Linked DNA regions of Hordeum vulgare: region 2 is linked to region 1. The links are chromatin contacts, called in public Hi-C maps. All regions are on one chromosome and are shown on one strand. The core of a region is the stretch at or near the end of the contact, and the rest is flanking DNA. Distances in the headings are between cores, read along the strand shown.

Evidence for each region. A called contact is a pair of places that touch in the nucleus more often than the background predicts.
Region 2: a contact with region 1 is called in a Hi-C map of leaf, with 4 times the contacts expected there. The contact joins the promoter of LOC123426044 here to the promoter of LOC123426043 in region 1. A contact is called at or near these places in 4 of 6 Hi-C or Micro-C datasets (leaf, seedling and an unstated tissue).

The regions. Positions count from the first base shown.
Region 1 is chr2H:263,870,171-263,876,079 of MorexV3_pseudomolecules_assembly, reverse strand. It overlaps LOC123426043 (calmodulin-binding transcription activator CBT), which reads right to left and starts at 3,143. Exons shown (of 13, transcript XM_045109822.1): 1 at 2,957-3,143; 2 at 2,439-2,564; 3 at 910-1,025; 4 at 717-805; 5 at 127-172. The coding sequence starts at 3,029.
Region 2 is chr2H:264,251,146-264,257,054 of MorexV3_pseudomolecules_assembly, reverse strand. It overlaps LOC123426044 (NADH dehydrogenase [ubiquinone] flavoprotein 1, mitochondrial), which reads right to left and starts at 2,500. Exons shown (of 2, transcript XM_045109823.1): 1 at 2,284-2,500. The coding sequence starts at 2,337.

The DNA of each region.
Region 1 (5,909 bases), core at 1,894-4,393:
AAGGCAGGCTGGCAAAAAGCCACAGGACAATAGTATGCACAGAAAAACAAAGATGATTAACCCAATGCGCGCAGTTAAATTACACTTAAGATCTAAGAACAGAAAACAGGTGACGAGGGAAATAACCTCAGATGTTTGACGATAATGCACAAGAACTATCCGTTCAGCCTCTCTGAATAAGAAATAACCAAGAACTGTTGTCAACAAAGAAAAGTAATTATATCCGACTTTACATCTGATACATGCAATAGAAATTATATATTGTATGCGACAATTCATGCAATAGGCCAGAACAGAACTTTCCATTGTTAGAAAGCACGTCCCAGTTAATGTTGTAATAACAAAGCTGTTTCTCAGATGAGAGGATAGAAAACATTGAACAGAGTTCCAGACAGATCGTAGGCAGCAAATAATATAATAGGTTTAGTGTGCAGCATGATCTGAGTAGTTATTTTATTTTTACCTAAAAAGTAACTACTTTCTTTAATTTTAGCTGCAGGAATTTGACAACATTGATGGAAAATGTCTTAGAGCTTCTACTAGCCTTAAATGGCAAACAGTATGATAGTCTGGTAAAAGTGCATGGCCTATGTGTACACAGCATCACACGATACAAAAAATTAATCACACAGGGAAATAATGTCAATAAATATTGCACAGAGAAACAAAAATGGTGTAGTGAAGCTTCCATTTTCTGAAAGGAAAGGAATTCTTACTTGTCAAGTAGCCAGTAGCACCTTCTAAAGAAATTTGGATTATCCTCACCTCGAGCATAATAGACATGAACCCTCTCTTCATTACCAATCTATGAAATGACAGAAATCAACAATAATGATGGGGATGCTTGGATGTAACAACAGCAATAAAATTTGAGTTTTTTGTCATTGTGCTGGTGGTGGATATTCTCACCTTTAATTTTTCATGCGCTTCTTGGACAGTTTTGCCATCCTTCTTTTTCTTCCAATTATGGCCATCCTTCCGAAAGTTCCGGACAACTTTACGATCATATAGAACAATAGTACCACCTGTTTTAAAAGAAAGTTAAACTGGTGATTGAAATGCAAAAGTCATTTTCTGGTGCCAACATGATAGGGATTATATCTTAAAGAACAAAGATAGCATAAAGTTGTGAAACAAATCAACATTTTCAATAGAATCTCAAGATGTAGGCATCCTTGCAATGTGTGCAATCAGAACAATAGTAGACAAGAACGTTAACAAGCAAAAATTTAAACAAGTAGTAAGATGTAAATATACCCCTTGTATAACTAATACTCTTATAAAAGTACTCCCTCCGTATCAAAATATAAGACATTTTTGCAGTTCAATTGGTACAGAGGTACTATCATGTAGCAGCAATATCTTAGTGGACAAAATGTACATAGTGACAAGTAGCCACTAAATGCATAGACAGGTGAGAAGATTCAATTCCCAAGAGACGCGTCTGCTGGAAATGAGATAAGCTCACACAAAATCTGCACTCACAGCAAGCAAAAGTTAAATGCAAATTGGTATTGAGAACATGAAAACATGTTGGCTTTACTTATGGTAGCATAGTCACCCTAGATGTTATATTACTACTTTATAAACTGACTCTTGTGCACATGGGAGATTTAGGTGGAAGATCATGTTTATTATGTTCAGAATTGAATATTCTCTTATGAAATAGAGAAAGTATTCTGATGAGAATAATAACAAGGGGTTCCTGTGCATAAACATTTCGGAAAAAACACTGAGAAGAGCGCTTTATAGCAATAATGCTCATCATACTTATAGTCCAGTTCTCAAAAGCATTCATTCATCTGTTGTGCTAGATGCCTGAGGTGGGCGATCAAGAGGTGGAGCGTATGCAGCACCTCCTCATGGATTGCCAATTTTGCTATCAAACCTGGCACACAGTCCTGTCTTGGATTCGTTCTAAGGCACCTCCTCCCAACCCCGGCAACAACTTTACGGACTGGTGGGCTACTTGTGTACTTAGACTTCCTCAGCCCTAGCCATGGAGGGCGCTTCCGAGCTTTGTATGTTGTTATCTTGATGTAATAGTGTCTGTTTGCTCTTCGCTGGGCATGTACAAAGCTTATACTAACTTTCATTTTCTATCAAAAAATGCATCAAGACGCAAACTTTTTGTGTACCCTAGAGAGAGAAGAATAGAAGACCAAGGATGGGGTATTCAACACACGCAACGTTCCAGCACTAAATCAACCGACACTTACATTGTGTCCCCAAACAATGAACCGACAGGGTTTGAACTAGTAGCCACTCGTTGTTATTTTTGACGCATAATCCAGTCGTCATGCGTCAACACGCATATCTGTTATGTTCCCTTTTGTTCACACCAAGTTGCAGTCAATCACCGAAGCTAAGCAAGCACAGTGGTATGGAATGAAAATGGATGCCAAAATGAGGGTTTAGGGTTGATGCGAAACACATACTCACGGGCTTGTCAATGGGCTGTGCATGGACCTTGAACCTCTCGTGGTTCGCCAGGACCGCGTAGATCTCATTCGGCCGGAACCAGCGCGACGCGGCCTCTGCTTTCAGCTTCTCGAAGTTCAAGTCTGTCCACCGACCATGAGAAGAAGAAACACGGTCGAGAAATCAGCTCAAGATACAACAACATGCTTGTTTTTCCCTTTGAGCAACAAAAGATAGAAACGAACTAGACGTAAATTCCATTATTCTAGAGCTAATCTCAAAGACCTAAAACTTAAACGATACAAAATTATAAGTTAAAAAAGAGAAAGAATCAAATGAGACCCCACTCACCACACACACACACACACAGCATACAACCAAACCCCAAGAACTAAATCACCAGTATTGGGGGCATCAACAGTAAGAATCAAAGCCCGAGAGCTACTGAATCAGCCACCAAAGAAAAGCAAAAGGAGGGGTAGGGGAATAAAGAAAAGAAGGAGGAACGGCGGCGCTCGGACTGGAGAAGTCGGACCTGCGTAGGTGATGAAGCCGTGGATCTCGGAGCGTAGGAGCGGGTCCCTCTCCCTCCCGGCCGTTCCCTCCATAGCCGCCGCGGCTGCTGCTTCCACTTTCCCGGTCGGTCTATTGGTCAGGCCGCGCAGGCAGGCGAGTGGAGAAGAAGACGACGACGAGCAGGAAAAGACCTTAGAAAAGGAAAAATGGTGAGAGAAAAAAAACAATTAAGTGCAGGTAAATAAATCGCTCATTTCTCGGAGAAAAATCAGATGGTGAGGACCCGCATCTAAAGCATCCGGGCCCACCTGTCGGAAAGTGGGTTGTTGAGTTTGTGGCACCAGCTATGCTCTTTCTCCTTTGGAAAGGAAAAAAGATAGATCCTGAATTTCCCGTGCACACAACTGGAACTGGAAAGGTGAGACTGAGTGAAATGAATCTCTATATTATACGGTATTATTGGGAATTACACGTCGCACAAATGTATGAAAATAAATGTATCTAGAACTAGAATATATTCAGATATATTCATTCATATGATAAGTATTTTCAAATGGAGTGAGTATTTCCTCCGTATATAAGTATTTTTAGAGATTCCATTGCGGACTATATATAAATGTATATAGACATATTTTATAGTAGATTCATTCGTTTTGCTTCATATGTGATATGTAGTAAAATATCTAAAAGGACTTATATTTAGAAACGGAGGGAGTATAATCTATATCTATAACTTCTAATACAACAACATAATAAGAACACACGTGTATCTGCATAACCAACATGCACACATACATAAAAACAACCACAACAGCAATAAGCAAAGTCATACAAGACCAAAACTATGCATAGGCGGAGGGAGAAAAGAAAAACATGAAGCAGTGAAAAACATCGACTAATGATATACAACAATGATCATTGACGGCAAACATATCTTGACAACACAAGGACAAAGAGAAAGGATTTGCAAAAACGATGCCTCCAAAGAGGGAACAATGTGCAAGCATTGTAGTCACCAAATCCAACAACCAAGGTCGGACCCTGGGTTTTCGTCCTGAAGATAAAATCCAAGGAAATTTCGAGCAATCTCTTCATCACGCTAACGATGCAAAGAACATTGCCTTTGTCACGTATGGCCAACTACGGTCACACCTAGTGTTTTCAACCCAAAGCTCGAGGCTAGGTACTCAAGAAGTACCACCCGATCGTAGCCATCCCATGTTGTCTCCTCCACTTGCCTCGATCCCAATAGTTGCATACGCGCATGGTCCTTGTGGCGAGTGATGGCCATGTCTGCACGCCTAGACTAACATGACATGACCAGAGCCTCTCGCCACCACTGGAGAAAGTGTTTGATGGGGAGGAAAGATTGTAGCACTCGCAACGTCCCGAGTTCGGGACACTCTAGACACCCCATAAAATCCTCACAAGTGGCAGTCGATGACTGATCTACATGAGACGACAGCTCCACGTGTTGCCACTCGCTTCATCTTCCTTGCTCGTGGACGTCGATCATATAGGTGACCAGCTGTCACACCCTGTTTTCACACCTTGTCTGCCTTTCAAAATTTCGTATAAATTAAAACTTTCTAAGTGAATGCCATGAATGCCTTGTTTTTCATTGTTTTATGTGTTCTTGTGAGTAGATATCTTAAAAATCATTTTTCAAAATAATATTTCCACAAAACCCCCTTTTAGTTATTTTGATAAATCAAAATTTTGCTTTGAGTTTGCACTACAAGTCCCTGAATTTAAGGGAATGCTTTCACCCAAAGATTGTATTTTGATTCTAATGTGACTGTAACTCTTCAAAACAATTAAATGGTTTTATTTTTAAAGTCATTTTCCTATTTTATTTAATTGTCCTTTTCTAAGGCCAGAAACGGTATTTCTGGTTGGAAAAATATTTTTTCACCTTAGAAAAAACTGAGAAAACTTGGGAATAGTCAGAGGACATATATTTTCCATGCATAAGAGTTTCAACCCCTAGTCCTCTTCAAAATATTTGAGCAAACCTTTGAAAACCAATTATGTCTGTTTTGAACTTTTGAAATATTTCCAAAGGAAATATTCTCAATAGATTCCTAGAAAATTTCAGGATGTTCCCCATGCTATATTTGGTGATCATGCCAAGTTTCACCTCCACCCAAGGTGATTTGATTCACCAAATAATTCAGAAACCCTCTCTATCCAGAATCAAGACGGAGCAACTCTACATTGCAAAGTTTGTCCATTTGGTCTCAAACTTTGCAGGAATGATCAATAGCCCAAGTAAGGAGATCATGACAAGATTTGGGTTTGTGGGATTGATTTGCTCACATCTCCTCACAAGAGTGCACATCAGCCCATTTGTGGGTATTTTCAAGTTTACATTGTCAAACTTGTCCAATGGAGCTCAAATTTGGTAGAGCCTCCTAATTAAGCCTAAGACCAAATCATGTCAACTTTCAATGCATTTGGAAGAGGTTAACTTCCCCAAACATGCATCAAACACCTTGTGCCAGATTTGTAAAACAACATATAGCAACCACCACACTTACTCCCTTCCCTCCAAACTCTTGTAACAGATGGCCTGTGTCCCTCCTCAACTGCAGATGAGAGACCCTACATTGGTTCAATGAGAGGGAGCCAAAATCTCCATTTTAGCTCCTGAACCAAGGTTGGCAGAACCACTTTAACTCTCTCCCCTTAGCCAGCTTACTTCTTATCGGTTCCTAGCACCCAAGGGGCATCTACCCCATCTCCCAGACACGCCAGACGCGGCCAAGACGCGCCGGAGCACGCCAGCATGCCGTGGCATGCCAAAACTGCGCTCTGGACGCGCTACAGGGCGCACCCGGCCCCAGGGGGGCAGCTCCGGCCGGTTCGTGCCTCCACTTATTGCCCCTCTTTGACCACACCGACGACCGCATCTAGGGCAACGTCGGGCCCCTCTTTCCCCCTCTCTTGTGCCCCTTGCGACGCATGCCCGC
Region 2 (5,909 bases), core at 1,251-3,750, 380 kb before region 1:
ATCACAACAAATCCAAATGGCCAATAAAATAACGTAAAATCCAATAGGAAAGACTAAATTCATGACCAGCATTATTCCACTTTGTCCTATTCAAACAAATCAGCTAAACAATCACAACATGTTAGCAGGACAACTCCACAACCACTAAAGAGCAGTAGCCTAATTTTCCCATTACCCCAGACTTGCAATGAACAAGGTCATGACAGCAGCTATCCATAACTCTCCACCACCCAAACCCAATCCCAGATCAAGGAAACAGCTAAAATCCTAGACACACATATATATCTGGAGTTCGAATGGGGGAAGAGGTGCTCAGGATTGTCTACCCCCTTGGTGGCAATCTACAGAAATGCAGAATCCTTGGCCGCCTGCACTGGTACTTCACCTGTGGCAAGCATCCAGCTGCTGCGGACCCAAACCAGTAGTGGCGGCGGCACAGAAGGCCAAGCAGTGGGCAATGTGGCATAGGATTTTTTTTCCTCCTTCTTGGTCTCCTATTTGTTTTATGGTTGGATGGACACGGCTTGTGGGTGCGCAAGTGTGTTGCTTCGATCTGGGGACTTTGGAGCAGAGAACGTGAGATGTGTTGGACAAGACGGACACCCTACAGACTTGGTTCAATGGTCATATCATTCTGTTTCACTTTCTAATTTTGTGATTCAATATGATACTTATTGCTTAATCTGTTCAATCTTGATGTCCTATATAACTAAATAGTTGAAACACAATAACCTATTTATCTCAACACACAAGCATGCATGGGAAAAGAGCCACCTCAACATGCAAACATGCATAGTAATAGGCCCACCTCAATAATCAATACAGTGAATCATACATATCTTCAATTTTACTCTACATATGCTTAATCCAAATATTCATTTTTCATACAACCAAATCCATCAAAATATATATCAACAATATCACGCAGCAACGTGCAGGGTATCATCTAGTTCACCAAATTTTGGTGTGCAAGCTATTTACAGGATTTAACTCAGATTGCATATCTAATAAAAACACTAGGAAATAGAAAGAAAATGCGCATGTTACAAAACCTCAACCATTTACCAAGACTGGAATCAACCCTCAAGTACATAATCAAATACTTCACAACCTGAATTGTTGAAACTAGATAGTTTGCCCAAATCAAGCACATCGGAGAATCTACTATATAGCAGCTTAGCAAAGATCAAAAAGGGCATAGTGCTAATTCAGACACCTAAGATAGCACTGTAAACCCAAATGCTTGGTTAAGAACAACTATAGGATATCATTCTTATCACAGGAAAGAAAACCATCAATAACATAGGCTATATGACTTCCAGGTTACCTAGCAAAGGATTACAAACAAACTAATGCCGAGAAACAGATGATGTAACTGTAAATCTGTAACAGTGGGTCACATGCTACAAACCCAAGTAGGCACGCAAAGGAAATAAAAGTAACACTTCAAACATCTGTAACCTTTTCAATTAACACTAAAAGCCTAACTAAACCCAAAATTATCTTCACTGAACTCATTTTATCCCTGCACATGAGACCTTGATAAACACATGCCCATGTTTACCTATAAGTTGAAACGGGAAAAGTACCACAATGGTGGAATTCTGATCTCATATCAGGTAGGAAAACAATTTCTATCTAAAGAGCAAAGACTTTTTTTCTCATTTAAGCAAAAGGTTAGCAGATATTTTCTCTTACATGTCCCAGTGCAATAACTGACCACATGCCCCACTCAATCAGGAAACAATGAAAACTACAGGAGGCGTGTCTCATTTCACCACAAAGAACATTATTAGAACTATAAGACAAACACAACACCCATAGCGCGGTTTGATGCACATGCATCAGAACCCATGCAGCTAGTATAGAATCGAGTGTTGTGGTAGAAAAATAGAAAAACCAATCTGGGCTACATCAAACTACACCTGTCAAGCTCATGAACTAACTATAATCTCCCTCCACGATTGGAAATGTAAGTATAAGCAGTGTTTGTCCTGCCAAACGTCAGCCGTACTTATATACTAACAACATGTATTTCTACAGCTGCAACAAGGGACTGGGGGAGTCGTACGAGCTGCCTATGGCCACCCAACGATCTACTTCAATCTCGACTTCACAATTAGAAATCAAATCCCCCAAAGGGATTCGAAGCTGCTAACACCCTTCTCCGGTTTCGACGCCCCAAATCCGCCACTCTATCCATTTCCATTTACAGACAACAGGCAGATCCAAGCGCGAGCCCCGGGTGGGTATGGGGGAGGGGGGAGAAGGTGGAGTTTGTACCTTGCGACCGGGAGAGATCTCGGCCGATCTGAACAGCGCCCACCGCAACGCCATCTCCGCCTCCGGTTGGCCTCGAGTCCGTCGGATTTGGAAGAAAAAAAACAGGGAGAGACTGTTGTGTTGTGGGGAGGAGAAGCGGGGCGAGCTCCAGGCCAGGTGCAGGAGGGGAAGCAGCGGTCTCTTGAGGGGGCGGTTGCCAGCTCCTGGCAGGAGATGGGGCCCAGCCCACGACTCGCTTTCATTTTCTATTCCCCAGGCCAGGCCCATTCTCCATGGCGCTTTCTCCGGACAACTTGTTGATTTTTTTTCTTAATTAATTAACCCCTTAACTAAAACGAAGTCTCGAGCGAGTTAATGTGTGTCTTCATAGAGGTGGGTGCACGTATATTGATTGAATTGTGTTCAAGAAAAGAGAGCTATCATTATCATCTTGAATCACGCGTTGACCATTTTGCAGAGGGGGCTCTCGTGGTAACCACGACGTTTCGTTGATGCTAGGGTGTACTTTAGCGGGTGAGGTGGCAATTATGCCATCTTGAAGCGTTTCTTACTCAAATGTAGTCACATGTCTGGTGTTAACTAGAGAAGAAGGGGAAGTTGTTGATACAGATGAGTTGATTCAAATTTCAAGCATGGAGTTTATGTGTGGTGATTATGCCCTCGATGAGAGTACATCGAGAGTTACTTTAATTAATTTGAAAGCACATAATGTCCGCACATATCCCTCGCCCTAACCTTGTCGGTCTCAACAATCCTTAGTGTGACCACCGTGGTGTCTTCAATTTTGTCAATTGTGCGCCCGACCATACCTCTGTGCGTCTCGAGTTGCGTCCTCTCCATCGACAATTTCCATGAACCAGAGACTATGGCCTCCTCCTCCCACGCTGCCTTTGATGAGCTTGCTCTAGGTTAGGCATGAGACGACATCTAAGTGCCACTTGATGAGTTGCTCGAACGATGATGACCAACGTGGAGTGGGTAGCCATGTTCGTATGGGAGAAGGATTTATGGGAGATGATGCATCTACCGAAGAAGAAGCAACCTCGAATAGATATCAAACTCAAAGTAAAGAAGAGCAAGCTCAAATAGAAGAGGATGTAACTTGCGGACTCTCCGAAGGAAACTATGATGTGACCATGAAGATGTTGGGTTCTACCGTAGGTGCATCGCACGCTAATTAAAATTTTCTTACACGCAGAACATGTTACGGAGATGGATCACAAATCGTTACCACTAGACATGCAGTGTCGTGCAGCGAAAGTAGAGTTGGTGCAGCGCGTCCGCGAGGTCCGTCCCCTCCTTGTCCGATCTCCCTCGAACAGCTAGTCACCGGATCCCACGTATAGGTTTGCCGGAGCGGCACAAGTGCACCGCCTCTAATAGTGTTCGCACGTGTAGCAGGAACACCGTGTGGCGTACTGGTAGGTCTGATCACACAGTCGGCGGCAAGTGGAGGTGGCTAGTTGCAACATGCAAAGCCCTAATGATGGTGCCCACGTGATCAACTGAATAATTGTGATGCACCTCCACTATATACAAGCATTTGTTGTGGGCTTAACTCTTGGACCTCGCACGGATCCTAAAGCCCACGTGTTCCTTCCCTTGATCATGTGACCCCTTAGGTTCTCGTTCACTTGGTCGTAGGTCAGATTATATCCGGCCTGAATAGTCAGTAGCAGCCTCTAGCAAAACGTGTCGACTCCAAGTGTCCGATGAAGCTGGTTAGGCGAACCTGTACTTCATACTCCCTCCGTCCCAAAATAAGTGACTCAAAAGTGACTCAAATTTACACTAACTTTAGTACAAAGTTGAGTCATTTTTGAGTCACTTATTTTGGAACGGAGGAAGTACTTCGGTTCCCTTTTCCACACAATATATGTTGTCATGCTCAAGGTGACATGGTCATCCTTGTTGCAGCTCGACCTCTCTCGTTCCAGTAAATCTGACCAACACTTTAGGTTATCTCCTAATCCTGATTGCATGGCCATGCTTATCCAGGGCAGATCACCCGAGGGGCCCAGAGTATATCTCTCCTGATCGAAAGATAAAATCCATCTTGCTCAACAATGTCTCACAGCATGGGTCTCGACAAGTCCGAAACCTATCTTTGTAACTTCACAGTCACGGAGTAGCGTTTGGTCGGCCCAAAGCAGGTCTGTCACCATCCCGAGTACATGCACCAACTCAATTATTAGGACATAGAACGTATGTTGTACTAGAGACTCACACATGACCTATCGCTGCGTCTCATAGTTGGGTCTACCCAACTCAGACGTTATCTCGATTGGATCCTACTACGTCGAATTCGACTAGATCTTTCTGAGTCCATATCATCTTGCTAGCATCCAATGCTACATGGTCAGTGTGTCATATGCTAGTCTAATTGGTTGGGCGTCCACACAACCCTTTCGGCTAGGGACCCTTTAGGACATTCAACACACTATGCATAGTCTCACAAACAAGCCACGTACTTGTTAATACATATCATTGATAATGTCCAAGAACTATCTTTCTCATAAACACATAGGAAATATCATCATAAATGATTGCATCTAGGGCAAATCTCCAACAATCTCCCACTTGCACGAGTTAATCAAATAGACATCGAATGCCCATAGCTCTAATGTGCCCTCATGCTTGGATTGTGGAAGCGTCTTAGTCAACGGATCTGCAACATTTGCATCCGTGTGGATCTTGCACAAATTAATATCACCATTGTTTACAAGCTTTCATATCAAGTGATATTTTTGTTCTATGTGCCTGGTCTTATAGTGTTGTCTCGGCTCCTTGGCCTATGCGATGCCTGCTGAATTATCGCATTAAAGGACCAACGGATTTGACCTGCTCGGGAACACACCAAGATCTACTAGGAACTTATGAACACAAACACCTTCCTTTGCGGGTTCACAAGGCGCACTATATTCAGCCTGTGTTGTGGAGTTGGCCACCGTATCTTGCTTGGAACTCGTCCAACTCACTGGTCCTTCATTCATGACATACACGAATCCAGTTTACGATTGACAATCATGCCTGATGGTTTGGATACTAGCATCAACGTAACCCTTTATGATGAGCTCCTCCCCACCTCCATAAACTAGGAACATCTCTTTAGTCCTTTTCAGGTACTTCAGAATAGCTTTCACCATTGCCGAGTGACTCTTACTTGGGTTGGGCTGGTATGTGCTTGTTAAGATTATTGCATAGGCAACATTAGGTCGTGTACATAGCATGGCATACATGATGGATCCTATTGCCGAGGCATACAAAATCCTACTCATCCGGTTTAGCTCATCAGAATGCGTAGGACTCTAAGTCTTGCTGAGCCTTATACCATGTGAGATGGGCAAGAACCTTTTCTTGGCCTCACTCATGCTGAACCTCTTCAACACTTTGTCTATGTATGTGCTCTAGCTCAAGCCGAGCAGCCTCCTATATCTATCTCTATAGATCTTGACGCCTAAAATGTACACTGCCTCTCCAAGGTCTTTCATCTAAAACTTGCCATTCAATGATTCCTTGACTGAGTTCAGCATTGAAACATCATTTATGATCAGCACTATGTCATCCACATACAAGATCAAAAATACTACCGAGCTCCCACTAGACTTCTTGTATAAACAATAGTC